Regions from separate parts of the Mus musculus genome. Here region 1 is linked to region 2. A link is a contact called in public HiChIP or PLAC-seq data. All regions are on one chromosome and are shown on one strand. The core of a region is the stretch at or near the end of the contact, and the rest is flanking DNA. Distances in the headings are between cores, read along the strand shown.

What was found. HiChIP or PLAC-seq counts read pairs in DNA pulled down with a chosen protein or histone mark.
Region 1: a contact with region 2 is called in a FOXA1 HiChIP or PLAC-seq map of pancreatic cancer cells. The contact joins two enhancer-like sites.

Annotation. Positions count from the first base shown.
Region 1 is chr1:163,335,527-163,340,368 of GRCm38.p6, reverse strand. No RefSeq gene overlaps it. Among named protein-coding and RNA genes, the nearest start is that of Prrx1, 24 kb to the right of the region's middle. Within about 2 kb of position 1,313, at least 22 of the 459 cell types and tissues checked have an H3K27ac peak or open chromatin away from gene starts, as enhancers often do. A contact at or near this core is called in pancreatic cancer cells, where this site is marked.
Region 2 is chr1:162,789,775-162,794,780 of GRCm38.p6, reverse strand. It overlaps Fmo4 (flavin containing monooxygenase 4), which reads left to right. Exons shown (of 9, transcript NM_144878.1): 9 at 388-898. The coding sequence ends at 823. Among named protein-coding and RNA genes, the nearest start is that of Fmo4, 20 kb to the left of the region's middle. Within about 2 kb of position 1,845, at least 26 of the 459 cell types and tissues checked have an H3K27ac peak or open chromatin away from gene starts, as enhancers often do. A contact at or near this core is called in pancreatic cancer cells, where this site is marked.

The DNA.
Region 1 (4,842 bases), core at 64-2,563, 550 kb before region 2:
ATTATGTAACTTAGCAACAGGGCTGGAAGGGTTTCAGTACCTTCCCTGGCAGTAGTAACAGAGCAGCCTCACCAGGACTCTCTGATTCCAAAGCAAGTGCTCCTCCCTTACATCAGGAGTGCTTGGGCCTCAGGTTAAGTTTCTTCTTAGTCCTGCATTGAAGATCTGCTCTGGACATCTGTCAGAAGCAAAATAAAATAAAAGATAATGAAAGCAGTTGATTCGTCCCTTAACAAGATAAACCTTAATATATCAAGGGACCCGGTCTCACTATTGAAGTACCTATCATGGATGTATTGCAAGTTTTCTTCCACCACCCCTTATCTTAGATGACAGCATCTCCAAGTCACTATATGTGCTTAGACCTAGGCCCTCCTTTAAAAACCTCAACAAAAACCTACTGTCTGCAAGATGAACAATTTGCATGTGATATAAATGCACACTCAAGCGTTTTGAGACTACTTGAATACTTTCCTCTGAGAAGAAAAGCAGCCGTGTCTTTGGTGTGCAGCAGGTGATAACTCTTACACACAGAGAGGAGCCCCAGTAGAAAAATGAAAGAATCCTCTATCTCACATTCTGCTCAGGCCAGGCCCTAGACATAGTATTTAGGGGGGAAAAGAGAAATGGCAGTTCTGGCGAACCACTTCCCCTTGAAGTCTAGATACTTGTAACAGGTCTGAAGTTTATAACCCTGTTCTTGATATCTACCTGAAGATAATCATAGTGGTTTTGCCCTATGCTAGTGTACTCTGGTTTATTTAAAAAAAAATTCAAAAATCTAGCTTTGGCATCAAGGTTCCTTCTGAATACTTTCATTTTGATAATAAGATGCATGAAAAATATGCTTTGGAGATTTCTTCTTATTCTTATATATTTACCCTTTGAGTTAACATGAAGTTTGAAGTATAAATTAAGACTATAACTAAGGTTGATGCTAGACAGATAGTGTTCAGAAGGAAGGGAGACAACTCCATGAATTATTCTCCAACATTGATTTCCCTGCACTGTGTAAACGACAAGAGAATGTACCACAGCCGGTAAGGGTTAAAGAAGCAAATTCCTGCCCGGAGTTGGTAAAATAGGGAGTTCCAATTTTAAACAAGATTCCTAAAGAATTACCCTACTCTTCAGGAAACAGTGTGGAAGGCTGTCACAATGAGACAAACCAAGGGATTTGGCAGCCATCTTGTGCACTGAAAGACGAAGTGTCTGGCTCTGAGCCAAGCAAAGCCAAAGTGATCAATATTACATTCTGAAAGCACCAATGGGCCCTTTGTCCCAGAGCTAGCTCTTCTGGGAGATGTGCCAGAAGATTCACGTGTGCATGTGTGCACACACACACGGAGAGTAACATGATGATTCAGGAAACTCAGTCATATGGGAAGATCAAAAGCACAGCAGGATATTCCTGCAACTCTGGCATTGGTCAGCAATACTTCAATGTCCACATCCAAATATGAAGATGGTTTAAAGAGTCTACAGATGGAAGAGAAACAGAGACTTGGGGTGGGGGAGGGGGAAGGTCCAATTTATTTCTCTCCTGTTGTCCTTCCACCTACCATGAGCAATCCTAGTGGACTGTCAATCACTCCCTTGTACCACTTTGAAGTATGACTCTCTCACTGAATCCTACAGAGTGGATGCCAGCCTGGCCCGGGCTCACCTCTTCAAGCATTTTGCCCTCCTGCACTCAAGCATTTGGAACACAGACTTGGGGTGAAGGGAATATGATCCCAGATCCAAGTCCAGACGGCTACTAGGACATGTCATGCGTCTGGCACGGAGCAAGCATGCATTCCCAATTTAAAATCAAGCAAGTGACCTCAGCTTTATTGGGAAAGGAGAAAGACATGTGCCTGGTGAAAAAACAGTGAAAAGATAGTGTTCCCCTGTGCAAAATGTATTTATCTGAAGATCAAGGTCATATCTGAGACCAAATACATGTTTAATTCATGAATAGCATTAACAGAAGGGTCTAATCAGGCATTCTTTCTACTCTTGTCTTTACATATAAATTTTAAGGATTCCTGGAGCCAAAGAGGAAATGAATATTCAACTTAGAACATTTTTATACATTTAATATCTACTTCTCATGATGTTTGCAGTTTTGACAATCTTTGTTATGAATAGCTTCTCATCACATTTCTGAGAGGGAAATCATTGTAATTATAACATTATATTATAGTGGAGCAGAAGGGAATGACTTGACATAGGTCATGTGACAATGCAATGTACAAGACAGGATCTCTCTCTATATATATCTGTATATAGATATGAATATGTACATATATGCATATGTGTGTATGTGTGTAGATAGATCAATAGATAGACAGGCAGGCAGGCAGGCAGACAGACAGACAGACAGATGGACGGAAACCACTGCCAGTTGTAAATTCTAGTGTGCATGGCAGAAACTGGGCTCGGTGCCCAGACAAAGCATGGCTCTTATGCAGAGGTATGCTTAGTCTGTGCTATTACCAAGAAAAGAAACTTGGGTAGTATTACATTAGATAAAACCTTTTTGGAAGATATGTCCCAATTATCATTAGTCTTGTAACTGTGAGGAATATAACGGAGAGGATGAGTTGCTCGGGCATGTGGTGGGAGTTGGTTCAGCCTCTAAATGGCTACACAATCTACTCTTTGCCAGGTTGCTATAATGACCCAGGTATAATGGTAATTTATGTCTCAGACTCTCCAGAGAGCTTTGCCCCAGTATCCTTGTGTTGACTACATGTCTATGTGATGAAATGATAGCTCATATTCTAGCATACTTCTGAGTAGTATAGATTAGACATTAAATATCTTTAGAGGTGAAGTGTCAAAAAAAACCTCCTAATGTCTGTGTCCTGGACAACAACTGAGACATTTTCTCTGATCTCACTCAAACTACTGTTTCTCTATCAAACAGCTAAATGATGATGATGATAATGATAATAATAACAATAATAAACCATATGTCAGCACAACATAGAAGAGTGCAACATGAAAATCAGATGAAGGAAGGAGCTGCAAATATATTTTCCTTTTTATTTTTTTTCTTTGTATTTTTGAAACATGGTCTCACTGTGTACCTCGGGCTGGCCATGAACTCACAGAGATCCCCCTGCTTCCATTTCCCAAGTGCAGGGATTAAAGGCTTGTGCTGTATACAAGGATATTTTTCAGAATCTCCTTTTATAGGTTTTTCTTTAAAAAAAAAAAAGACACAAAACCTCTTCATTTTTTTGTACAAACTTTGATATATTTAGGAAAAATTCTATTCTGAAGTATAAAAATTGATGTTGATATCATAAGGTTTGAGAGACTTCACTAGGACCCCAAAAAGGCCAGTGGAGAGAGAATAGCACTGGGTAAGGAGAGGCATGTGCCCCATGGCCACATCTGAGCAAGAAGCTTCCCCTAGTTGTTCTACAGAGAGGAGTTAAACGACATTATACCTTGTTGTTTACATTTCTATGACTTAAAACAGAATTGGTTATGAATTATTTTAGTATATCCAAGATAGTACGATGTCACTAGCTGTGGTTCCCAAGCTTAGCTTTGCTGTAATTCTCTGTAAGAATGGCATCTGAGCTGAAGACCGTACTGCGCCCCTCCTCTCAGTCTCTGCCTGTGTTTGCACAGCAGTGAGCGGAAATCAGTGCCGATTTCGTTCACGTTGCTTTCAGATGTCACTGCATAAGGATGTGTCCTAGCCATTATATAGTAGAATTAGTATTAATTTAAAACTTTGCCTAAGTGGTACTTTGTTGTTTGACTGTGTTTGTCTCTCAACAGCACTGTCAACATTTACAGCTTGGTGGGTATATGTCCATCTCGTTTAATCAACCACTACTTACCTGAATCTGAGCAGGGAAGGAATGCCATCTAACTGTAGCTGGTTCATAAGAGTAAAAATTACTATTTAAAATTTTTGTTTTACTGGATTCTGCATTTCCTTGATTACAACGAGACTGGTTTCCTTGTCTGTGACTCTCCTGGTCCTTTCTTTATTTTCCTTTTGGGTTAAGTTAGTTAATAGGAGTTTTTAAAACGTTGAGATACTGAATACAGTGTATGGCTTATAAATAGTTTTACTTTATTATAATTGTGTGTGTGTGTGTGTTTATGTGTGTATTTGTGTGTGTATGCTCTATTTGTTAGTTCTACCATCATATACCATCAAAAAGAAATACATAATTATAGCATCTTCACTTTCCTTTTTCTTTTTCTTGTAACCCCATTCATTTCCTTTTTAATTTTTATATGTGTGGATGTTTTTGCTTTCAGGTGTGTCTGTGCATTACCTGAGCTCCTAGTGCCTGAAGAGGCAAGAAGAGAGCATCAGATCCCCTGGAACTGGAGTTATGGCAGGGCAGCTGTGGGCCGTTACGTAGGTGCTAGGAAACAAAGCAAGGACCTCGGGAAAACCAGCCGTGAGTGCTTCTAGCTGGATCATCTCTCCAGTCCCGCAGCTCCATGCTTGTTTATCATCAGTTATACATTGCGTGTGACATCTAACCTGTCTCCTTTTCTGCACTCAGTTCCAATGATCTGTATAATATTTGAACTTGGGTAGTACAGTTTTGATAGTCTGTGACTCCTAAAACTGTTGTCTAGCACATAAGCTCAGTCACTTTTTCTTTCTTTTTCTACATATGCTTACAGAGAGCATATGACTTCCTTGCCTTGTTCTCTCACGGATGGATAAATGTATCTCTTGCTCTGCTAAGGCAGTTCCTATCAAGTGTGAAACCTCATGAGTCTGAGCTGCTTTTTTCATGTGCCTATCTCTGTCCTTAATCTTTTCATTCGTGTTTTCTATCAATTCTCTGTCACTTATCTCTAGTCTATACC
Region 2 (5,006 bases), core at 596-3,095:
CAAGTAATACTCCTGCCTCAGCCTCCCAGGTAGCTAGGATTATTCATTACCCTGTCCACGTATGAAATGCTTTCTGATCTAGTCTTTCATCAACATCTTATTTGGACAGACCAGGCTTTAGCCTCGTGTCATGCTCAAACACCAAAAGCCACGTCCTAAATGCTTCCCTTCCTACCTCCTATAACAAAGAACTTGCCCTCGCAGCTACACTTGCTAAATAAGCCCCCCTTGCTATTTCTTTCCAACTTAGAAAAGCATTCCCAAATGAAGTTTGATCCTAATACAGCAGTAACAAAGAAGTACGGTAGGGAGTTGATCTTATAACTTGGGAGATGCAGAACAGGGGGTGGGTGGCTAATGACTATTATTTGCCATTTTTGCCCGTAGGGGTGTGATTAAAGATACCAGCCAAGACAAACTGGACTTCATTACCTACATGGACGAGCTCACTCAGTGCATAGGCGCGAAGCCCAGCATTCCACTTTTGTTCATTAAGGATCCAAGATTGGCTTGGGAAGTTTTCTTTGGACCATGTACCCCTTACCAATACCGCCTAGTGGGCCCTGGAAGATGGGATGGAGCCAGAAATGCCATCCTGACACAGTGGGACAGGACTCTGAAACCATTAAAAACTCGAATTGTTCCTAAGTCCCCCGAGCCTACCTCCCTCTCACATTACTTAATAGCTTGGGGGGCACCTGTCCTGCTTGTCTCTCTTTTACTTATCTACAAATCTTCACATTTTCTTGAATTGGTACAAGGTAAGCTACCGAGAAGATTTCCCCCTTACCGATTACTGTGGTACATGCCCCAGAACTCATGAGTTGGTCTCCAGTTTACCAATGGAGGAAGGTGTCTGGGACACCCTCTTTAAACAGATTGGTGCTGCTCTCAACACTGGATCACTCTCAGTAGGGCAGGTTGTCATAAAGCAAGGCTGCCTCTGATCTCATCACGTTTTTTGTGCATTTATTTGTGCCCTTTGAACTTTCTACCATGTAATGACATAGAACAAACCTCTCACTAGAAGCTGTCACTGTATCCTTGAGCCCTCCAGCCTCCAGAACCATAAACAAAATTTACCCATTTCATTCATTCTATTGTGATGATGGGAAATGATCTGAGATGCCTCATTACTGATTGCTAAAGATTAATATGATTGCTTGTGAGGGCTGCACTAAGCCATGAGAGTTCCCCCTCAAGTATCTTGGGCATGCCTACTCTCTTCCCATAGTGTCTTCCAAGTTCATGCCTCACTGGCATGCCCATAGGCCAACCTATCTAGGCAATTACCCGCTGAGAATCTATTTCAAGATTATTTTAAGTTATGTAAAGCTGACAATTATAAAATACCTATCATGCGTAGAATCACACGACTTTTTGTTTGAGGGACTGTGGAGTTTTGTGGGGTCTGGTGTTTCAGGAGTATTTTGGTTTTGGTTTAAGATGAGGTCTCAGTATATGGCTTTGGCTGGCCTTGAACTCTTAAGGAGATCTTCTCACCTCTGCCTGACTGCTGTAATGTAAAAATATGTGCCACCAAACCCAGCTGTCACTTGATGTTTTGTATCTTATAATAAATGATGGAGCCTTCTCAGTTGTCATTATTTTATTCTAAACATTACTTAATAGAAAGCATAGCTAAGTAAATATTTGATTATTGGATGAATAAGTAGTGACTTCATTGACTAACGTTTTTCTTCTGACTCCATCTGTCCTTGTTCTCCTGCCAACATAATCCCTCATCCTCAATTAACTTAGCCTTGTAAAGAAACAAGGACACTCTATTGAGGATGACTGTTTAAGTAAAAGGCAATCCATGGGGCAATTAGAGGAACAATAACTGCTGGGTCACTGTGACACAAGTATGCTGCTAAGGATGACTAATCGGGAGGAAAACAGACTAACCAGAACTAATGAGAAGGAGACCTGGATTTTGATACCAGCTCCCTTGTGAGCTCTGGAGCCTTGGCCAAATTACTTAGCCTCCGTGACCTCAATCTGGAAAATGGTGGCACTAACCACCGGCACCTTACAATGAGCACTGCCTGAGACATGCAGAGTATGTCATTCAGAGTAAACTAACTGCTGGTTGTTTCAAACATTCCATCCTCTGAATTAAAAGATTAGAAAACTACCACTATTTCCTGTTGCTGTTCCTACGGTATAACCAGGTGTGGCCTTTGCTTCCCACAGTTCTCCATGGCAACGCTTTCCAGCTAGTATTGTCCGTGGATTCCCCCATCACCATTCGCTCCAACATGCAACAGCAAGAGAACATTAACCAGGGAGGAACTGATTTCAAGCTTTAGCAGCATCCCTTCTTTAACAGCTGGTTAATGTGTCTAGGTTCTTACTGACAACTCCCCAGTACAAGGGGCACTTAATTTCAAACCTGCAAAACTAACTAAAGCTGACCACCATAAACAAAAGTCTTTGTCTATGCTATTGGTGTCTCTCACTGAGTCCTTTAGGAAGCAAGCAGACAAAGATGTATTTATTAGCCCACCATAACTTAGATATATACTATACTATATATTTTTCCTATATATAAATTTTCAAATAAGAAATCAAAGTGTCAGAGAAGTAATTCTTCTTTGGTCACACAGAAAATAGGAGTGAACCCAGAGATCTGAATCCCTAAAGTCCAGGCTATCTCACTGGCTTCCTTGAGAGGCAATGCCTTTGCCTCCAGCCATCTCAGCTTACCTGTCACTGAAGCCCCACATAGCACTATGTCATGGTCTCCTCCAGGGAGCCTTCCTTGCTTACTTTTCCTCCTCCTTGCTACTTCTACACTTTAAACAGATCTTTAAATATTGGGGGTACCACATGCCATGACTCCAGCACTCCAAGAAAAGACAGTAGCAGGAAATGCCCATCATAACTAACTGCATTTTAAATGATAATCAGAATTTCATAGTAAATAAGAGGCTTGATCAACAACATTAGAAATTAAACTAAAAATTATGAAAATAAGTGTGCTTGTCTTTTATTTAACAACATAGTAATTATAATTGGGATTGTCGGACAACAAGTAGTGCCTTGTGACAATTTACATGACAGCAACTTAGAACAATCCTCAGTCTCTCACTACTTTGAAGACTAGAATATAAAATGAGTGATTTTTTTATAAAGCTTTTATTACATTTATGTATTAGGCGTGCGCATGCATATGCTATGAGGCACGTGTGGAAGTAAAAGGACAACTTGTAGGAGCCTTGTGGGTCCCAGCATGTGGACCATGCTGGTTTTAGGGATCAAGCATCAGGACTTAGAGGCAAGCTCTTTACCTGCTGAGACATCTCTCTATCCCAAGATTAGTGATAATTTTAATAGTCAAAGTTTGATTTTTTTTTTTGCAAAGTGACTCAAACTTTAACTATCTCGTATTTTTGTCAATGTCTTTTGAAATGTCTATCATGTTGGAATATTTGCCAACTGTCTCTATGACATTTTTATTTTTTTTTTCTATATGGAGTTTCATCCCAACTCTGTAGCAAGAAACTCACTGTAGTCTCCCTTTCCTATCTGACCCCAGTCCCCAAAATCACAGATCTTCTCCCTACAACTCATTCCATTATCCTAGCCTCTAACACCAGCAGACATTCACTAGGAACACAACAGCTAAGCAGAACAGGGAAACAGGTAAGCTAACTGAAGTCCCTCACCACTCCCTCCTCCCTTCCAAATCCAATCCCTGTCTTATCCCCAGCTCTGCAGCAGAACAACCAAGAAGCTTTTCCTGGACCCCTGTCCACATAGCCTGTGGATTCCATAGCTCTTCCCTTTCTAAACTCCCTTCCCCCACCCCACCCCCAACTCACTGCTTTGTGCCAGACCCCAACCACAACAGGGATCCTCTGAGACCCAAGAGACAATCTTCAACAAGTAGGTTAAAGATGGACCCACCTCTCCCACTGCTCCCAAATTCCAATCCTCCCAGTCCCATTCCCAGATCTCTAACAGGAAAACGTCTTCTATCTCCCTTTTGTCTTTACCCTCATTCCCAACAGATCACAAAGACCTTCCTCCCCAAGCTTCCTTTCCCCAACAGATGCCAACCCAGATTACTATATTCAGCAAAACTTTCAATCACCATAGAGTGAGAAAATAAGATATTCCATGATAAAATCAAAGTTAAACAATATTTATCTACAAATCTAGACTTCTTCTGGGTCTAGAAAGAAAACTGCAGCCTAAGGTGGTTAACCATATACATCAAAACACAGGAAATAAATCATTTCATAACATCAAAATTAAAAGAAGGGAAGCACACATGCACACATACCACATACCAGTGTCACCACCACCAATGACAACAACAAAATAACAGGATCAATAATCATTGGTCATTGATATCTCTCAATAGTAATTTTCTCAGTTCCCCAATAAAAAGACACACACCCAAGTTTGTAAAAGAAATATTCCTATAGTTTAAATGACATATTGACATTCTTATGCTTATAGTGGGAGACTTCAATACTCCATTCTCACAAATGAACAGGTCATACCAAAAACCTAAACAGAAATACTGGACCTAACAAAGGTAGATCAATAGAATAGAATTGAAGACCCAGAAATGAACCCACACTCCTGTGGTCACTTGATCTTTGACGAAGAAGCTAAAACCATCCAGTAGGAAAAAAAGACAGCATTTTCAACAAATGGTGCTGGTTCAACTGGTGGTGCACATGTAGAAGAATGCAAAAAGGAAAAGCCTTGAATACTAGGACACAGGGGAAAACTTCCTGAATAAAACACCAATGGCTTATGCTTTAAGATCAACAATTGACAAATGGGAGCTCATAAAATTGTAAAGCTTCTGTAAGGCAAAGGACACTATCAATAGGACAAAACAGCAACCCACAGATCGGGAAAAGATCTTTACCAACCCCACATCTGATAAAAGGCTAATATCCAAAATATACAAAGAACTCAAGAAGTTAGACTCCAGAGAACCAAATAACATTACTAAAAAGTGGAGTACAAAGCTAAACAGAGAA